Linked DNA regions of Drosophila melanogaster: regions 1 and 2 are each linked to region 3. Evidence: chromatin contacts called from public Hi-C and targeted proximity ligation data. All regions are on one chromosome and are shown on one strand. The core of a region is the stretch at or near the end of the contact, and the rest is flanking DNA. Distances in the headings are between cores, read along the strand shown.

Region 1 (2,700 bases), core at 198-2,697, 120 kb before region 3:
AATCATTAAGGTGCAATATCTGGCCATATGTTCGCATTCAAAATCCGATCTCATCGAAATTACCGCGCCATTATATTTTCGTAAAAGATGCACTAAGAACTGGCCATGATGATGCTGCAAATGACTCAATGAGTGCCTGCATTTGGCCTCTGAGTAGGATCTAATTTGTTTCTTGGACCGCTGCCTAATGACTCGAACACTCTGGCCAGGCACTAAGCACACAATTAGAATTGGCAGATTGGCAGGCGAGGAGGAGGAGGAGGAGGAGGAGGACCTTGAACCCCCCAAAACACCCAGTCAGCCAGAGACCACCCACCCACCAGCCACTGGCGACTAATCAACGGCAGAAACGGCAGAAGTGTGTCATATGCCCCAAAGTGAGTGGCAAAGTCAGGCTCTGTGTTGGTGTCCATCTAGTTTTGGCTATGATATGATAAGATAGTTGGTTTTCCCAAGAAAATTAATTTAAGAATTATGTTTCATTGAACCCAAGGATCATTGAACCCAAGGACATAGTTTCAATATTATTTGCATAATTAACAAAAAAGCATTAAATCCTATTTGCCCTGGCTACTTTCTGCCATGTTGCACTAGTTGGCAACACTGCCGGTGATTTGTGTTTGGTGTCAGTGTCAAGGACTCGCAAAGGCCTACATATACTGGGCCCATGTGTACTCAATTACCTTGACAGCCGAGAGTGTTTATGTCTGGCCTGTCCGAGTTTCAGCGATGCCCCTTTTGTTTCGTTGAATATTTCGCATTTCGCGCGTTTTACTCGCCAGTGATTTTCTTGGCAAGCGATCGCGACAAAAAAGAAAATGCCGAGAAAATTAGATAAATAAACATTTGCCGAAAGGCAAATAAATCATCTGCGAGCAGCAAAAGCGAAACGTTCGGACTGTCAGCCGCCCACTCAAAATATTTTATTCCACACATATCCAAACATTTGTTCAGATGATGCCTTTCAAATTTTTTTTTAATCACTTTCTGACCCGATTTTAAATGTAGTTTTTTGGCCTAGTTAAAACATTTATATGGCAATGAGTAATGAAAAGCAAATGACTGAAATTAATTGATGGACTAAGAGCTTAACATGATAAATGGGACTTTAAAATTCTGTAATTCATTTAGAAATCTAATTTGAAAAGTTCTTTGCTATATAAAGTGAAAATTAATCTTGAAAAGAGATCAAAGCAAAACAAAATTAATGTCAAAATCAATCTGGTGAATTAAAAGATCTAAGGGATCGATTAAAATAAAAATACACTATATAGTGTAATTAATCTTATTTGGCTTTAAGTTTTAATTTTCGAAATGGTGGCTAATGTGCTATATTTTTTAAAATTGTATCCTACTTTTTTAATATTCTAATATCCACGATATTGGCGCCATCTAACGTCTTAAGATTTCGAAAGCTTTTTCGAATATGCGTACCCAGCTTTTTCGAAAATTATGGTTCGATCCCAAATGTAGAGAGCGCCACCATTGAGCTTTTCACGATCAGCTGAGTAAGGAAAAGCAGGAAAAATCCCATGAAAAACGTTCCTTTTCGTTTAAATATTTGTTTATTTCATTTTCGACAAAAACACAAGTAATACTATATTCCTTTGTTGTATGCATGTATAATGGGTTGTTTTGGGCGACATTTTGTAAGTCCATCATCAGCCCACAAGACGAATAAGTGACGCGGGGGCGCAATAAATACATACACACAATAAGGCGAAACTTTGGCATTGAACAAATCATAAAGCAAATAATAATAATAATAATAGTTGCATTTAAACAAGTTTAGTATCTAAAGCCGCGGTTTGTGCTCGAAACGGTCAAATTTCCGCTGGTGGTGGCCGCTCCCAGAGGATTGATGGCGGTGCAGGCGTAGCTGCCGTTGTCATCTGCCGGATTCCGAGCCATTCCAGAGGATGCCAACCATTCATTCAGGAGGAAGCGAGGAATAGAGAAGGTAGAACGATTAATGAGCTGGCCCGATTTGATTGTACACAGAACGAAATTGTGTAGAACTCTAGCGTTGGGGAAATTGCACATGAAATGTATCTCAATCTATCAGTATCTCAAGGATTGCACTTTCAGCTAACTTTATAATGATAGTAGCTTCATATAACAAAAGCACAGCTGGTTCACAGTTAGCTGCAGGTCTTAGATACTCCATGTAAATAGTGCCCACAATTTGGTTCTGTGCACCTTTGGCTGACCAGCTTGTCCGCCGTACTCACCCGGATAGGCCTGCGGCAGGGTTAGCCGGCACACGCCGTTCCGGTACTCGATGCAGTGCCTGCTACCCGACTCCAAAAGACCGCCGTTGTGCGTCCAGTTGACCTGCGGCTGCGGATGAGCCTGCACAATGCACTCGAAGCGCGCCGTGCCTCCAACTCCGACCGCGATGTCTTTCAGCGGCTGTCCATTTATCCGCGGCGGAGCGAAGTGCGAGGAATTGGGAGAGAAATTGTGGGGTTTCAGTATTCCCGGTTGGACACGTCGTGGGTCGTGGTGGGTTAATGACTCTGGCTTACCGTTATGAATAATGGCTGCCTTTGTGCCAGCTCATCGCGACTCAGATGCGCATTGACGGGTTCCGTATTGGGCAGCTCCGGCACTGAAGTGTGGGAAAACCATTAGAATCTCTGGCTCAGCGTTTTCAAAGCGCATCCATTAGTGGGATTAGCACGCGGCAAGCACGAAACA
Region 2 (2,700 bases), core at 132-2,631, 86 kb before region 3:
GCGTTCGGATTTAATTTATTGGGATTAGTTATAGCCAGGGGATTCGATTCGGCGGTTCCTTCGTTTCGTTGCGAGCGCTATCAACGCCGGCGATCGTCTGAGAACCTCCGCGAATCGGTAGATTTTCGAAACGGAGAATTCTTTTTGCCCGCCGCGATGACTATGACTTCATACTCGCGCTCTCCCTGTCGCTCTAGTGTCTGTTTATTATTCCGTAGTGTCTATATATACGGCTATATAGCCGAGAGAATCGTGTGTACTTTTTGCATATTGAGCCTGAGAAAATTGCCTTTGATGCGTGTGCTAGTCTCGTTGTAGAACCTCGGTAGCCCCCCGCCCCGCCAAAACTCAAAGACAATGCTCGATTCGCGTTTATTTTTAAAACAACAAACTATTGAGTAATTTTTTGCGGCGATTTCTGCCACGAAGCTAAACTGTTGTTCTAGCCCAGATACTCAGATACTGCGATGCTACAGATACAGGCTACTATAGCTAATAGATAAAGCGCGCGGATGTTCGTCAAATCTGTAACATGTGCCAATTGCATTGGCAGAAGTCGTCGCCAGTCAGTCATTTTTCATGGATTTTTCGATATTTTTGAATACATTACGCATACGCCGCGTATGCTCGTGTGCAGCCAGCTGCCTCCATTAGGTAATTTTTGGTGTTTCTCTCAATTTTTAATAGTCGCCGCCGTTGCTGGCGTAATGTAAACTATTTTAATTGTACTTTGCGCTGTCTAAAAATAAGCAGCAAACCAAAAATTGGGAAGAACAAGTTCCCTTTATAAAAGTTTACAGTAGCGCAATCGAGGAAATGCTTTGCCTCCATATGTTGTTGTCCAAAAAATTTAAAAGAAAAAAAAATGGAAAATTGTTGATTGAAATTTTCTGGGGCGTGGACTGTTGTAGTATATTGAAATATGCACATGACTCAAACAAATAAGCTTTCAATGCATCAGGTCACCGAATATTTTTGAAAAATATTTTTTTCGCGCATTCTGTGTCGTTTTCTATTTGTTAAACATTTTGTTTGTGCTTTCTGAGGGTCGTCACAAAACTGAATATTCGACAACAACAATAAATTTAGCACAGATTGTTGATTTCATCTTTAGACGAGTGAACGCAAAAAAAACTAGCGCCAAGCATTTTTGAATGTCAAAAATGTTCTAGGTAAATTATGGCTGATTAATTTACGTTTCATTTCGCTTTTTTTTTGAAGTGCCAAATTTATTGTTTTCTTCCTCGTTTTCTGCCTAACTTAATTTACATAGATATGTTTTTATTCGCACATTATATTCGAGCGGTGGAGATGTGGAAAATCAAAACGCGCGCGCCGCTTTCCCAACAGCCGAACAACCGAACGCCGCGAACTTCGAACAAGACTGACTAAATGATCGGAAGACTGAAGACCGGAGACCGAAGACTGAGCAGATTCTACGGGAGACAGCCGATCAGAAAGAGATAAAGAGCGTGCAGCCCATGAAACTTAACCGATTCGCTCAATTCATTCATGCAGGTAGCGGTTCTCTTGTTTTGATCTCTTGACACTGGCTAAGCTCAGTTTTGAAAAGCCGGCTTGTATTTTGAAAATGAGAGAGTGTGAAAGAGAGGGCTGGAGACGCTAGACGCTAGAGAAAGAGGCAAGATGCGGGGCTTCAGGGGAGACGACATAAATAAACAAGTGCTCTTGGCATTCGCGGCGTCGTTAATTCATGATTTCAATTTTTAATGCCCTGCGCCCGGCTTTTCAGCAATTACAATACGAAGAGAAGGTAAAGCGATATGAAGCGAGCTTGTACCCTGTAATTCTGATGATAAAGGGTAACTTTAAGCGAACTGTTGCTACCCTCTTATGCCCTCACTTTATTTATTCGCATTTACTTTTGAATATTCATCTAACTTAACATCTTATGTGTGGATGATTTTTCCCCTTGGCTAGACCTTTTCCTCGTTGGTCTTATACACCCCATATAAGACGAGGTACCTTAAACCACAACATATTCAAGTGCAGCTTTTGTACTTTAATAACATGGTGAAGAGTGGAAGATCAAAATAACAACACCAGAGCAGCGGAGGAAACCAGACGATATCGTGTCTTAATGCAAGGCAAACTGACTGACCGCCCGCATTTAAATCCCCTCACCACCCATGATGCTCTATACCCCAATTTATGAAGTATTTTTCACCCAAAATGCGTGTCTTGCAGCTTTGGCTTTGGCTCCGGATTTCGTGCAATATTCAACGTGCAACATCCGACGCTTCTTGCGTGCAACAGCAGTTGCGGCAATCAATGCGCTGCAGATGTGTGTTATTATTTTTCGCTATCAACGATTCGAACTTATCGAATTATGCTTTCAGCGCCGGCACGTCAGAAAATCTGGTCGAATGGCATGAAAAGAATCTCATAGATATTTGGTTCGCCTTTCTGGATGATCAGCTCGTTAAGTATAAACTCTTTTCACTCACTCACCACACTCAGAGCGATTTATTTATATGTTTTTTAATTGAGATTAATGAGCCACTTGACGAAGCTCACAAAAGCAGCCAACCCCTCTTAACCCCATTTCCCCGCTGCACCCACTGCCAGTTCACATTTCAGATAATTGAAATCACTTGAGGACCACTTGTTAAATGTTTGGGGGAAAGGGCCACCCACAGAGGGAAATTGAAAAAAATTATTTAGGGTGGAAAAGTCCAA
Region 3 (2,700 bases), core at 165-2,664:
GATGAGCTCCTCGGGCTCCGGTGGCTCTCCCAAAGGCAAGTAGGGTGGCGTGTGGCCGTTCTCGGGTTCCACAGAAACTACTTCCTCCGTCGGAGGAGCTGAGTTCGCGCTGCTGCCTTGGACGTGATGGCGCGAGCGCTTGGACTTAGAGTGGCGATCCTCGTGCTTGCGCTTCTCGCGGCGCTCGGATTTCTCGGGCTTGCCGCTGCCGCCGTGATCCTTCTCCTTCTCGGGCTTCTCACTATCGCCATTGGTCTTGCCATTGCTGCTGGAGCTGCTGCCAGGAGCCTCCTTGTGTAATCGCGACCTCCAGTCGGCAATGGTCTTGGGATCGTAGACGCCCCGCTCCAGCCAGATGTTTAGGATCCTTCCCAGGCTGCCCAGCAACTTGTCCGAGTTGCACTTCTCGCCAATGTGGGCGAACACCTTGCCCAGCACAAGGCTGTACTCCTTGCCGTACTCCGGGCCCTTCTTCTTGCTGTTCTGGATCACGTCGTTGGCCAGGTACATGAAGGTCAGCTTCTTAGGCTCCGGCACTGTTTGGGGATGCATGTGTATTAGTAGGTGTGCTGCACTGAATGGCCAGTAACTGCCAGGGGATACCCACCGTTCTCCAGCTCCCGCTGCCAGGTCCTTACAATCGCTGCACTGTGTTTTCGGTGGTGAATTAGCCACAGGGAGAGCGTCTGGATGCTCTGCTGGCTGCTGTTTAGCTCGGCCAGCTTCTTGAGTAGCGCCGAATCCGTGAAGGCCGACATGGCTGCTGCTGCTTTTCCGCCGCTTTTCCGTACTTATTATCAAATCAGTCGAACGATTGCAATATTTGCAAGTTTCTGAAAAATAAACAGCTTGGAATGCGTATCTATTTTTGACCAAAATACCAAATACGGCTAGATCGCAAGCCGCTTCAAATTACGGCAACTGGTCACACTCGCTGTGGCGGGAAATCAGTTTTCTTCGAATTTCAACCGAAATTCTCCTGTTCGATTTTTTGCTGTCTTGTTCTCGAAAGTTGCAAAGTTGGTTGTTGAATACACTTTGCAAGAAATACATTTTAAAGTAATTGATTTTACCTCAAAGCAGAGTTGCCGTACAAATAGGGCTGAATATACCAGCTTCCAACGTAAACCGCTAGAGGGAGCCAGTACGAGGCGCCAGAAAAATTTAAATTTGAATTTGAACCTTAGAGCAAGCAGAATTATGGTTTATTTAACTAGTTTTGATAAATTACAATAATCCAGAGCAGACTTTTAATAATTTCACTTGACAAGCAAGCACCCTACGGCTGTGTCATCAATCAAGTGCCAGCGCCGCCAAACACTTTTCACACTGATAAGCACTCCACTTTCAGCACTCAACCATCGAGAATCCAAGTGCGAACGATTGGACAGGTGTGGTGGGCTCGTTGGAGCCCTCAGTTGGTCGCAGCAGTTGGTTGGAGTCGGTCGCGTGTGTTGATAGCAGCTCCGGCGGGCAATTAAGTCGGACGGAATCGAATCGGGGCGAGCGCTTATCGCGGCAAAAGAGTAATTTGTGATACCTGTCCGCCGTGTATTGGCTTGTTGGAGCGCAACGCGCTTAAGTGGTGTTAATTTTTTATTAATTATTATCGTATTTATTACCCAACGAAAGTGAAGTGCGAAATCGGTCGCCTCAAGTGCCCGGCCGTACGTGCAAAGCCCGTAAATAAATTACACAGCCATATAGCCCTGATCCTTACCTCTACACTCGCTCTCGCCCACCGCAGCTGATAATGCAGACGAATTCCGCCTGATCGATTCCCATTCCCATTTCGATTGCGATTTGGAGTGCGAGTGCGGGTGAGTTTGATTTACAGACCATTAGCTATTACCACTATCAACGGCACATTAGACAAATTGCTAAATTAGCTGCTGTTTTCGCCACCATATACGCACATACATACATGCATACGAACATACGAATCGCACAGCTCGCAGCCCGAAATCCAAAATCCGGAGAGCTTCTCCGCACACCTCCCTCTTTCTGTTGGCTCCGATAAGCGAAGCCCCTCAATTGACTGATTCAATGCCTATTGGGGGACTTTGCGGCTGAAACTCTGATAGCCGCTAGCTAATTGTTTGATCCGATAATAGGCGAAATAGGCAGCCAGCCTCTGATTCTGAGTAGCTGCCACCGAAAATGAGCCCGCCACATTGATCATCTGATCTCCCATCCACCCAATCCAATCTGAACTGAACTGAACTGGCGCCATCATGGACTCCTACTTCGACTCGGCCATCGAGTACAATCGATCCAACCCCATCAGCCTGGCCAGGACCAGCAGCCAGGCCCAAACCGTGCAGAACGAGAAGAACTGGGAGTGGTCGTACCTTGTGGTGAGTGCCTCGTCTGAAGGATGCGTCGAAAACATTCAGCACTGCAGTGGTGGAAAGTTTTATTCCCGCGTAGCTTTATCTTTATATGGGTCCGCCAATCTTTATAAGCCATCACTAAAATCTGAGTTTACCCAATTGCAACCGAATGCAAAGTTCCTGCGCTTTATAGAACAGCTGAATAGGTAGTGATTCACCGTTGCATATGTAGTAAAAATCTATTTTACTGAACTGAAAACTTATGCAAATTATTTCAACTTGAATTATAGTATTTTCTCGAGCGTCCAGTTTGAAAAGTCTCAATTAAGGTTAATGATGACAGCCATTTTAGACAAGTATGAATGGC

Evidence for each region. A called contact is a pair of places that touch in the nucleus more often than the background predicts.
Region 1: a contact with region 3 is called in a targeted proximity ligation map of the Kc167 cell line, with 2.9 times the contacts expected there. A contact is called at or near these places in 4 of 107 Hi-C or Micro-C datasets (the OSC cell line, the S2 cell line, embryo and 1 more) and 1 of 7 datasets of targeted methods (the Kc167 cell line).
Region 2: a Hi-C map of the Kc167 cell line shows a contact between it and region 3, with 2.2 times the contacts expected there. A contact is called at or near these places in 12 of 107 Hi-C or Micro-C datasets (the Clone 8 cell line, the D17-c3 cell line, the Kc167 cell line and 6 more) and 1 of 7 datasets of targeted methods (the Kc167 cell line).

The regions. Positions count from the first base shown.
Region 1 is chr3L:2,121,069-2,123,768 of dm6, forward strand. All of the region lies in intron 15 of zormin (zormin,), which reads right to left. Among named protein-coding and RNA genes, the nearest start is that of sls, 6.8 kb to the left of the region's middle.
Region 2 is chr3L:2,150,319-2,153,018 of dm6, forward strand. zormin (zormin,) reads right to left here and starts at 1,382. Exons shown (of 17, transcript NM_001043113.2): 1 at 1,292-1,382.
Region 3 is chr3L:2,236,194-2,238,893 of dm6, forward strand. ACXD (Adenylyl cyclase X D) reads left to right here and starts at 1,415. Exons shown (of 12, transcript NM_138984.4): 1 at 1,415-1,820; 2 at 2,115-2,357. The coding sequence starts at 2,235. CG9018 reads right to left here and starts at 883. Exons shown (of 4, transcript NM_139444.2): 1 at 608-883; 2 at 1-536. The coding sequence starts at 758.